Regions from separate parts of the Mus musculus genome. Here regions 2 and 3 are each linked to region 1. A link is a contact called in public ChIA-PET and HiCAR-type data. All regions are on one chromosome and are shown on one strand. Each heading gives the region's core, a stretch centred on a gene start, on an enhancer-like site or on the middle of the called end of the contact. The rest is flanking DNA. Distances are from core to core; before and after follow the strand shown.

Evidence for each region. ChIA-PET counts read pairs in DNA pulled down with a chosen protein or histone mark. HiCAR-type assays count read pairs that join an accessible place to other places.
Region 2: a contact with region 1 is called in an RNA polymerase II ChIA-PET map of memory CD8 T cells, with 5 read pairs. The contact joins two enhancer-like sites. A contact is called at or near these places in 3 of 484 Hi-C or Micro-C datasets (CD4 T cells and embryonic stem cells) and 5 of 115 datasets of contacts at active chromatin or transcription factors (effector CD8 T cells, embryonic stem cells, memory CD8 T cells and 1 more).
Region 3: a contact with region 1 is called in a HiCAR-type map of Th17 cells, with 2.7 times the contacts expected there. The contact joins two enhancer-like sites. A contact is called at or near these places in 1 of 15 datasets of contacts at CTCF or cohesin (CD8 T cells), 1 of 484 Hi-C or Micro-C datasets (CD4 T cells), 6 of 115 datasets of contacts at active chromatin or transcription factors (CD8 T cells, T-cell acute lymphoblastic leukemia, Th17 cells and 3 more) and 3 of 9 other capture datasets (adipose tissue, liver and pancreatic islet).

The regions. Positions count from the first base shown.
Region 1 is chr6:140,706,762-140,709,632 of GRCm38.p6, forward strand. The region is part of intron 4 of Gm30215 (a long non-coding RNA gene); the gene reads left to right. Among named protein-coding and RNA genes, the nearest start is that of Gm30215, 28 kb to the left of the region's middle. Within about 2 kb of position 1,485, at least 51 of the 459 cell types and tissues checked have an H3K27ac peak or open chromatin away from gene starts, as enhancers often do. A contact at or near this core is called in CD8 T cells, Th17 cells and memory CD8 T cells, where this site is marked.
Region 2 is chr6:140,507,630-140,510,500 of GRCm38.p6, forward strand. All of the region lies in intron 3 of Plekha5 (pleckstrin homology domain containing, family A member 5), which reads left to right. Among named protein-coding and RNA genes, the nearest start is that of Plekha5, 85 kb to the left of the region's middle. Within about 2 kb of position 1,347, at least 67 of the 459 cell types and tissues checked have an H3K27ac peak or open chromatin away from gene starts, as enhancers often do. A contact at or near this core is called in memory CD8 T cells, where this site is marked.
Region 3 is chr6:140,541,640-140,544,510 of GRCm38.p6, forward strand. It overlaps Plekha5 (pleckstrin homology domain containing, family A member 5), which reads left to right. Exons shown (of 31, transcript NM_144920.3): 11 at 2,081-2,548. Among named protein-coding and RNA genes, the nearest start is that of Aebp2, 80 kb to the right of the region's middle. Within about 2 kb of position 1,427, at least 42 of the 459 cell types and tissues checked have an H3K27ac peak or open chromatin away from gene starts, as enhancers often do. A contact at or near this core is called in CD8 T cells and Th17 cells, where this site is marked.

The sequences.
Region 1 (2,871 bases), core at 235-2,734:
GAAGTAAAGCTTCCTCAAGTCCCTGCTTGCCTAACATCCCGCCCCCAAGTCTTTGTGCACATGCACGTGCGCGCGTGTTTGTGCGTGCGTGCGTGCGTGCGTGCGTGTGTGTGTGTGTGTGTGTGTGTGTGTGTGTGTGTGTGGCACACATTTGTGTATGGGTAAGCCAGAGTCAACTTTGGCTGTTGTTCCTTAGTCCATATTCACCTTGCTGTCTGTCACTGGCCTGGAATGGGCTAGTCTAGCAGTTCCTTAAGCCCCAGGCACGATCCTATCTCTGCCTTCCAAGTGCCTGACATTTTTCATATGGGTTCTGGGGATCAAACTCAGGACCACATGTTTGTGTGATGAGTACTTCCTTGACTGAGCTATCTCTTCAGCCGGATAAAACACAGGAAGGAATTGTGCCTGTTGAGGAAGCAGGTGATAAGAGCTCCGTGAGCGAGGTTGTCTCATCGCTGAGGGAAGCATCCTTGTTTCTGACCACCGGGGCACAGAGACACATCTGTGCTGCCGTGAGCAGCTCCCCGGTTGCTTTTGTCCTCTTCCTTCTCAAAAGTCCGTATTTGGCTCCCAACCTCACGTGAATTTAAATGCTCAGGTTTCACGGACTCTTTGGGCCTCTAGTTTCTTTTGATTTGTCAAAGGTCTTACCACGTCCAGCTGCATGCTGCATTCTTGTTAATCTGCCTGTTGGCCTAGGATGAGCTGTGACGTGGAAGGTTTGTAGAGGACAGGCAGGTACTGTCTCCCTCACCCCACGCAGGACTTGCAGTCAACATTCCTGGCTGCTGAGACAAAATGTCTGACAGAAGCAACTCAAGAAAGGCTGGGACTTGTACCTCACAGTTTAAGGGAGCTGGGGAGGGAGAGGACATGCCAGCAGGAGGCTGAGGCAGCTGGTCACCAGCAGTCAGGAACCAGGGATGAAGGCTGGGGTTCTCTTCCTTTCAGCTTCTTGTTCACCCAGGACACAGTCTGTGGATGGTGCAGCTCACATGCACGGTGGATGTTTGCTCCTCTGTCCAACCTCTCTGGGAAACCCTCCGGAGCACACTAGGAGATTTCAAATCCAGTCAAATTGTCAAGATAAACAGTCACACCCTGTACAAGGAGAGAGAGATTAACAAGATAAAAGTCTAAGGACTGTATTTACTGTTTTTGTGATGTAGGAGCCTTCAGACCCAAAGACCCAGGGAGAAGTGGACACTTTGGGATTACATTTGATGAAGAATGGGCAGGTGTGTGGAAATATCGCTGGATGGGTGGTTTACCTCGGGGCAAACACAGTTGACGAGACCTGTCTGCTGAGATTTGCCTTCACTTGAGTTTAAGAAGCCTTTCCTGTGGGAAGTCTCTCCACGGAGATGGCCTCGAAGTGAGGGTGGGGGAGGAGAGACTCAGAATCCTGTTTTGCTCAAGCATAGGAACGCTTTGAGGTTAGTGTTTCATGTACACATTGGTGGAAAGAAAAGGGTTTTTTTCTTCTTTCTACATTGGCATTGCTTTGTAAATGTACGTGCCTTTGGTTTTGAAAGTGCACATCAGAAACAGGGACCTTAACCGCAAAAACATGCACAGGAAACGTCTCTGAAATTGCAGCTTGAAACATCATTACCCTGAAAACGCCGTTTGGGGTGACGGCTTTTAACTTCGCAAGTTTTCTTTGTAACTTAATGATTAATTTCTGCTGTTACCTTATTCTCAACAGCTCTGGCCTAGATCGTTTTGAATTTTGTGGTTAATGAGAATTTTTTTCTTTCACTTGATATATATATGTGTGTGTGTGTGTGTGTGTGTGTGTAGTTGAATTTTAGGCAATGGCTTGAAAAATGACACATATTATCCAGTTTTGGTAAATATAATTCTGGGGGAAACTATATCTGCATGTCCAAAGTTCCTCTGGGTTTCTAGGACACACTATATTGCTTTACATGTTTGTCTAGTTTAAATCTCCTTTCCCCTTCTCCTTCCTCCCTCCTCCCTCCTCCCCCTCGCTCCTCTCTCCCCCTTTCTCCCCCTCTTCTTTATCGTCCTCTTTCCCATCCCTTCTTATTGACAGAGGTTATGCTCTGTTACCCAGCCTGGTCTCAAATTTTTGAGTTCAAGGCTGTGAGAGTGCAAGCAAGTCTGTGTCCTGAGGGAAGCCAGGGCGGTGGCTAACAAAACAACAGCAGCAACAACAACAGCAACAACAACAACAGCAGCAGCAACAACAACACCACAAAACTGCTTAAAAAACAGCAACTCAAGCTAGGCAGAGTGAAACATGGCTATAGACCTAGTGCTGAGGAGGCAGAGGCAGGAGGATCATAAGAGTTTGAGGCAGCCTGGATGACGTGGTGGTAAGTCCAGCTCAGGCCAGCCTGAGCTAGAGTGAGACTGTTTTAAAACAAACAAACAATCAAAAAACCCCCAAAAGTAAGAAACACAAGCAAACCCCAGACAACAATGTACTCCAAGTGCATGTTGGATTGCATGTGTTGACAACATATTTTCCTTCCTGCAGGGACATGCACTACAGATACCCTGCTCAGATCTCTTGGTCAGTAGAAAACTGTACTTCCTAAGAAAGGACATTAAGCCATCTCCATGAGACAAAGGAAGGTTCCCTGCGGTCTGTGATTCCTTCAGCCCATCAGGAATCCTTTGGGGTGGGAGGTGTGTAACCACAGGCGGAGGGCCGCCTTCTAAGGAGGAAAAGCTATGGGTGTTTCTGCTGACCTAAGGCAGCTGGTACCCGGCCTTGGCTAAGTGGTCTCAAGGAATGGGGCTTGCTTCCTTATTAAATTAAGAGCTCAGTTGTCAGGGCTCTGCACAGAGCATGGGGGAGGGGGTCCCCAGGCTTCTCCCTCTGCCCTGGCCGTCACT
Region 2 (2,871 bases), core at 97-2,596, 200 kb before region 1:
GCAAGTATGTTCTAGTAGCTTCCACTCCCTACAGAGGACGAGTCTAGTGGTATGAGGGGCTTTCTCATTATAATTGGTTTCTTCCTAAGCAGGTGTTTATGGACTGACTGGATTCTTACATCTCTTCCAAGTACTTATTCCAGACGTCTGCTGCTTTGTGAGGTTTTATCTCTAAAAGAACAGCAACCTGAAACAATGGAAACTCACCCCCACACCCATTCTTGATTTTTTTTTTTTTAAACACAGTTTCCACCTCCTGGGAGTTGAGCTCACAGGCATGGACCACAAGGTCAAGCGCATTCTACTATTTCCACATCAGAAAGATTTGTATTAAATGACTAAGGGGGTGAAATCCTTAACTAACCAATGAGACACCTTACACTTACTGTCTTACCGTAGTGTTAGGTACTGGGAGGAAATACTAGAAACAGGGCTCCTTTCCCATTACAAGAGCTTCTATATTGAATATTAATTATGAATAAATTGGCCCCAGATGATGGATGGGATCGGGTTTCAGATTGAGGTATTTGGAAATAAATCTCTTGCAGAGTGAATGTTGCGAATCCAGATAGATCAAGTAAGTCAAGGGCAGGGGTAGCATTTTCAAGATTACAATCCACTGAGAAGTGAAATCGTAAGTATGTAAGGACTCAAAACTGACAGTGTGGCCGCTGGGCTGTCGGGTGTCTCACAGGCGTGCCTTGTGCTTGAGTGAAACACGGGTGCTGGTGTAAGTTCTTATGAGACCCCTGCTGAACTCTAGTTTTTGGTTGTAGATCGTATCCTGTTTGTCGTCTGTCTGTCCATTTGATACATATTGTGTTTTGGCTGGACGTGTGTAGTATCTTTTTACCGTTTATGTGCCTGGTACCCACAGTGACCAGAAGCGGTTCGGTCCTCTGACTCTGTGGTTACAGATGGTTGTGCCATGTGAGTGGTGGGACTCAAACCCTGCTCCTCTGCTAGGGCAGCATGTGAGCCTAACCACTGCCAAGTGGAACCTTTCGCTGTGGTTTTTAGAAATGCTTTGTTTTCGTTTGTATATGTACACCCACTTTGGAGAGTTGGTTCTCTCCTCCCATCGGCCTCAGGGACTGCATTCATGTCATGAGGCCAAAATGGCAATGACTTTTACCACCTGAGCCCTCACTGGCCTTCTCTTCTGTCTTCATGAGGCGCGGCTCCTGCGGTAGACTTTAGAGATACGTGAAAAGAAAATTGGGATTAGTTGAGGTTTAGGACTCCCCACGGATTTGAAGTTGATTGGCTTCAGCAGTGTAGTGGGCTGTCTGTCTCCACAGCTTTTCTTGGCTTTCTCCTGACCATGTGATCAGTGCAGGCCTGAGACCTGCTGGGCAGAATTGTACAAGGCACATGAGAATTGCCTTATTGTTAGTCATCTTTCTGTAAGTAAATAGTTTGTCTGCTAGTGGGTAGTGTGTGTGTGTGTGTGTGTGTGTGTGTGTGTGTGTGTGAGAAGTTTAGACTTTTTGCTGACGTGTGTGCTCCGAGCATAGCTACCCCTAATGGATTTCATCTTGAAATAGTCGGATGGCCTTCGTTTTGTTAAGCAGTTTCCACATATCCCCCAGGCCATTAGCCATTTCCTCCTCTGGGCTCTCAAACCAGGTTATGTTTTAATGATTTGTTTACAGCCCGCTTTCTCCTATTAAGCTGTCAGTTGGGCCTGTGGTGACCTTGAAAGAGGGACTTTATCTTACTCTCCCCTTTGTTCCCGTGGCTGACCACACTGTAAACAGTGAGTAAGCCGTCTTCGTCTTCGTTGTTGCGAGGGCAAGAGACTTCACAAGCGCCATAATGTCATAAACCAAGTGCTAGGCTGCCTTGTCCCTTCTTCCTCTCCCCAGGTGGAGACTCTTGGAGCAGATCTCTTGTTTCATTTCATTGTTTCTTGGAGCAGTGCGTTGTGGAGCCCCTGGACCACTGTGTGATGCTGCAAACGCTGAGCTAGGTTTTTGTCTGATTTTGAAAGTCCTGCTTTACTACGGGATCACATGTAACCCAGGTGCATGAGAGGAATGGCAACGTTGCTTTTTAGTACATTATTTTGTTCATCTGCGTAGCTGATGTTTTTGTTGTTGTTGTTTGTTTCCAGGTTTATAGTTGTTTGATTGTTTCCTTAAAACAGGATAGGATGTCATGGTTTTTGTTTTTTGTTTTTTTTTAACACTGTAGCTGTCCTCAGACACTCCAGAAGAGGGCATCAGATTTCATTATGGATGGTTGTGAGCCACCATGTGGTTGCTGGGATTTGAACTCCTGACCTGTGGAAGAGCAGTTAGCGCTCTTAACCAGGCCGTCTCACCAGCCCGGATGTCATGGTTTTAATGTTCATATACTTGAGCCCAGGTCACTAAGTGTTGTTATTATTTTGGAAAGCCCTGGAAGCTTTACAAGGTTGGCCCTCGAAGGCTCCTTGGCCCCTGGTCCCTGTGTGTTGTTTCCTCCGCTTCCTGCTCTTCTATGGTGTGCTCGCTCAGCCTCTAACACTCCGTGGTCCTTCCTCCATGAGGCGAGCTGCTTGGGCATGGTGTCCCTGACATGATGCAATGCAGATAACTGAGAATAAAGCAGTCCTCCTGTAAGTTAGTTCTGTCAGATAGTATGTCTAAGCCATGCAAAAATAACTAATAGAAAAAATTGGTACCAGGGGAGTAAGGTCACTGTAACTAAACCTAACAACATGATTATTAGGTTTTGAAAACTGATGTATAAGAAGAATGTGAAAGAGTTTGAAGGCAGACTAGAGCACCCCTCCTACAGTTCGTTAAGCAAAGCTAAGTGGACCATTCTGGTAGGAGTTTAGAAAGCTAGAACCTTATAGAAATACACAGTAAAGACTATTCTGTG
Region 3 (2,871 bases), core at 177-2,676, 170 kb before region 1:
GTGTGTGTGTGTGTGTGTATTAGTGTGTGTGTGTGTGTGTGTGTGTGTGTGTGTGTATTAGTGTGTGTGTATTACAAAACCTCTATCTATCTATTGATGTATACATCTTATATCTTGGCTTTTATTGTCTGCTGTGATATAATAAGCATATAGGTGTAGGAATCTCCTCACCATACTAATTGGATGGATTCTCAGTGGTAGGATTGCTAGATCATAATTTTTTCTTCTTTTTTGTTTTAGTATATTTTTGTTTGTTGGTTGGTTGTTTTGGTTTTTAGTCCAACTGTCATGTAACCCTGACTGGCCTCAAACTTACTATAAACTGAAGGATGGCCTTAAACTCCTGACCCTACACATCACACTGGAGTTACATGTCCACACATGTCTTCAGGTGGCAGTTCTGTTTCTTGATTTTGAAGAACCTACCATTTTTCTTAGTGGTCACGCGTTTCCAGCTTCTCTGCTGTCATGACCTAAGCATCGCTTTCCTAAATCAGATGCATTTCTTGTGGTTTATGCTCTCATGGTTTTCTGAGTCAGTTTTGTTCCATTTAAAAAAAAAAAAAGTCATTACATACTTATGTTTCTTCAGTGATAAGTATTTGGAGAAAACATTACAATTGTCTAAAACAGTAGCTGTAATTTACTGAACTTAGTTTACATTTCTAAGGATAGTGCTAAACAACCCCTTCATGAAGACTTCATTGAACTTTTCCTAGGTGTCAGTTTCGCAGTGGCTTCCTTTTTGAAGGGAAGAAGCCCCACAGGCTGTCAGTGTGGTCCACCCCACCCTACCCCATGCCACCCGTGTCTGCTGTTGTATCTGATCTAGCCGTGTGACTTAGGTCTCTGCTATTTCACTCCAAATGAAGGCGCTTATCTTTTCACTCTTGCTGGAGCTCCGTGCCAGAGTGTCTATGGAATCTATATTTCTTAACTTACAGACATGTGATATGTATGTTCTCCACATGTTATAGAACTTAACAGTACCGTAGCCCTTGGGGTCTCAGTAGTACCATGGTGTGCTGATGCAGGAGGCAGACCACATCTGTTAGTTCATGATGAGTGCAGTGATCTTGACAAGTTTATGTGGGTTCAGACACTCACCTTGATTTTATAAAAGCCTAGATAGGATTGGCTCAGAAATACAGCCTCTCATCAGAAAAAGCTCTAGCAACTGAGTAGTGAACTCGGCAGCCCAGAAACAGTTGACCAGCAGTAAAAGCAGTATAAGCAGGCAGTTGTCCTTTGGTTGTCAGACAGGCCTCTGACATTGCTGAAGGTACTCTATCTACCAAAAAGCTTACAGTGTAAAGCTGCTGAACCTTGCCCAGAGATGCAGTTAGCAAGTGAAGATGCCCACTGACCCTGGGCTTGGTAGGACATGCCTTGAATCCCAGGCAGAAGCAAACAATGTCGGTGAGTTCCAGCCTAGCCAAGCCTACATAGTGAGATCATTTGTTTTTTAAAGGAAAGAACAAAAGCTGTGCACTGAGCATGAACAGCTTGGCCCTGAGAGCTCCTAAACTGTGCGATCTGGGTCTGATGTCTCAGACCTGTAATGTCAGCAGCCACAACACCTGAGAGGCAGAGACAAAGGATCACTTGAAGTGTGAGGCCAACCTGGGCAACATGGTGACATCACTCCGAGGCACACAGGTCCTCTTGCGTCTCATTGGGGTCAGCTCTTTGGTGGCATCAGACTATAATTTCCTGTTGCAGCAGCTTCCACCGCCAGGCTCATGAGTGTCTCATGATGAGCTGACCTTCATGACTGAGAGCCACATTGTTATTTCAGTTGCTGGCTGCTTTAAGTGGGCTGTGGTTTAACCATTAATGGTAAGAGACAGCGTTTACTGGGTTTGCAGACAGAGGCACGGTGCATTTGTCTTGGTGGTTTTGCCTAGCAGTGTTCTCCTGCATTCTAGTAGTAGCCTGCATGGTAATGCGGTGATTCCGAGGCTCTGCCTGCGGCAGCTTGTGCTCTGCCTGTTCCTTTGTTGCCTGCCCTCAGGAAAGTTACTCGCCTGGGCTAGACACCTGTCCCATTTACTGACTGTGCTCTCTCCTCTGCTTTCAGAGTGGACAAGATTACAACTGACAGTGCATCAACCAAAGAAACCAATAACATTCCCAACCACAGAGTTCTCATTAGACCCGAGGTCCAAAACCATCAGAAGAATAAGGAAATCAGCAAAATTGAAGAAAAAAGGGCCTTAGAAGCTGAAAGATACGGATTTCAGAAGGACGGGCAAGATAGACCATTAACAAAAATTAACAGTGTGAAGTTGAACTCCCTGCTATCAGAATATGAAAGCGGGCCAGACTGCCCACCTCAGAATGTACACTACAGACCCATCAATGTGAATAGTTCTGACGGCAAAGCGGTGAATGTCAGCTTGGCAGATGTCCGGGGTGGGAGTCACCCAAATGCAGGGCCCCTAGCCACAGAGGCCGACCGAGTCATTCAGAGAACGAATTCAATGCAACAGCTAGAGCAGTGGATTAAAGTCCAGAAAGGACGGGGTCTTGAAGAAGAGCCCAGAGGGTAAGTACGTAGCGTCATCAGCCTGCTTCCTCTGACGTGCTGGGCAGGTTGGCTTCACTTGCAGTGCTGGGTTAAAGTGTGCTTAGGTTTCATACTTTGATTACTGTATCTTGCTCATGGTGATCAGATGTGATTTCTGTCTCTTGTTTCTGTGGATAGCCTACCTTTGGTGAAGAGCCATCCTTTCTGGCCCAGAACAAATGATAGGCAGAAGCTGGGGGAAGAGTTGAGTTTTAGGAAGAGATGAGGCCTTCACCCTTCTGCCTTTACCTCTCCTCCTAGAATTCAGAACCGTGATGAACCAGTGTGAATTTGTCTCTAGC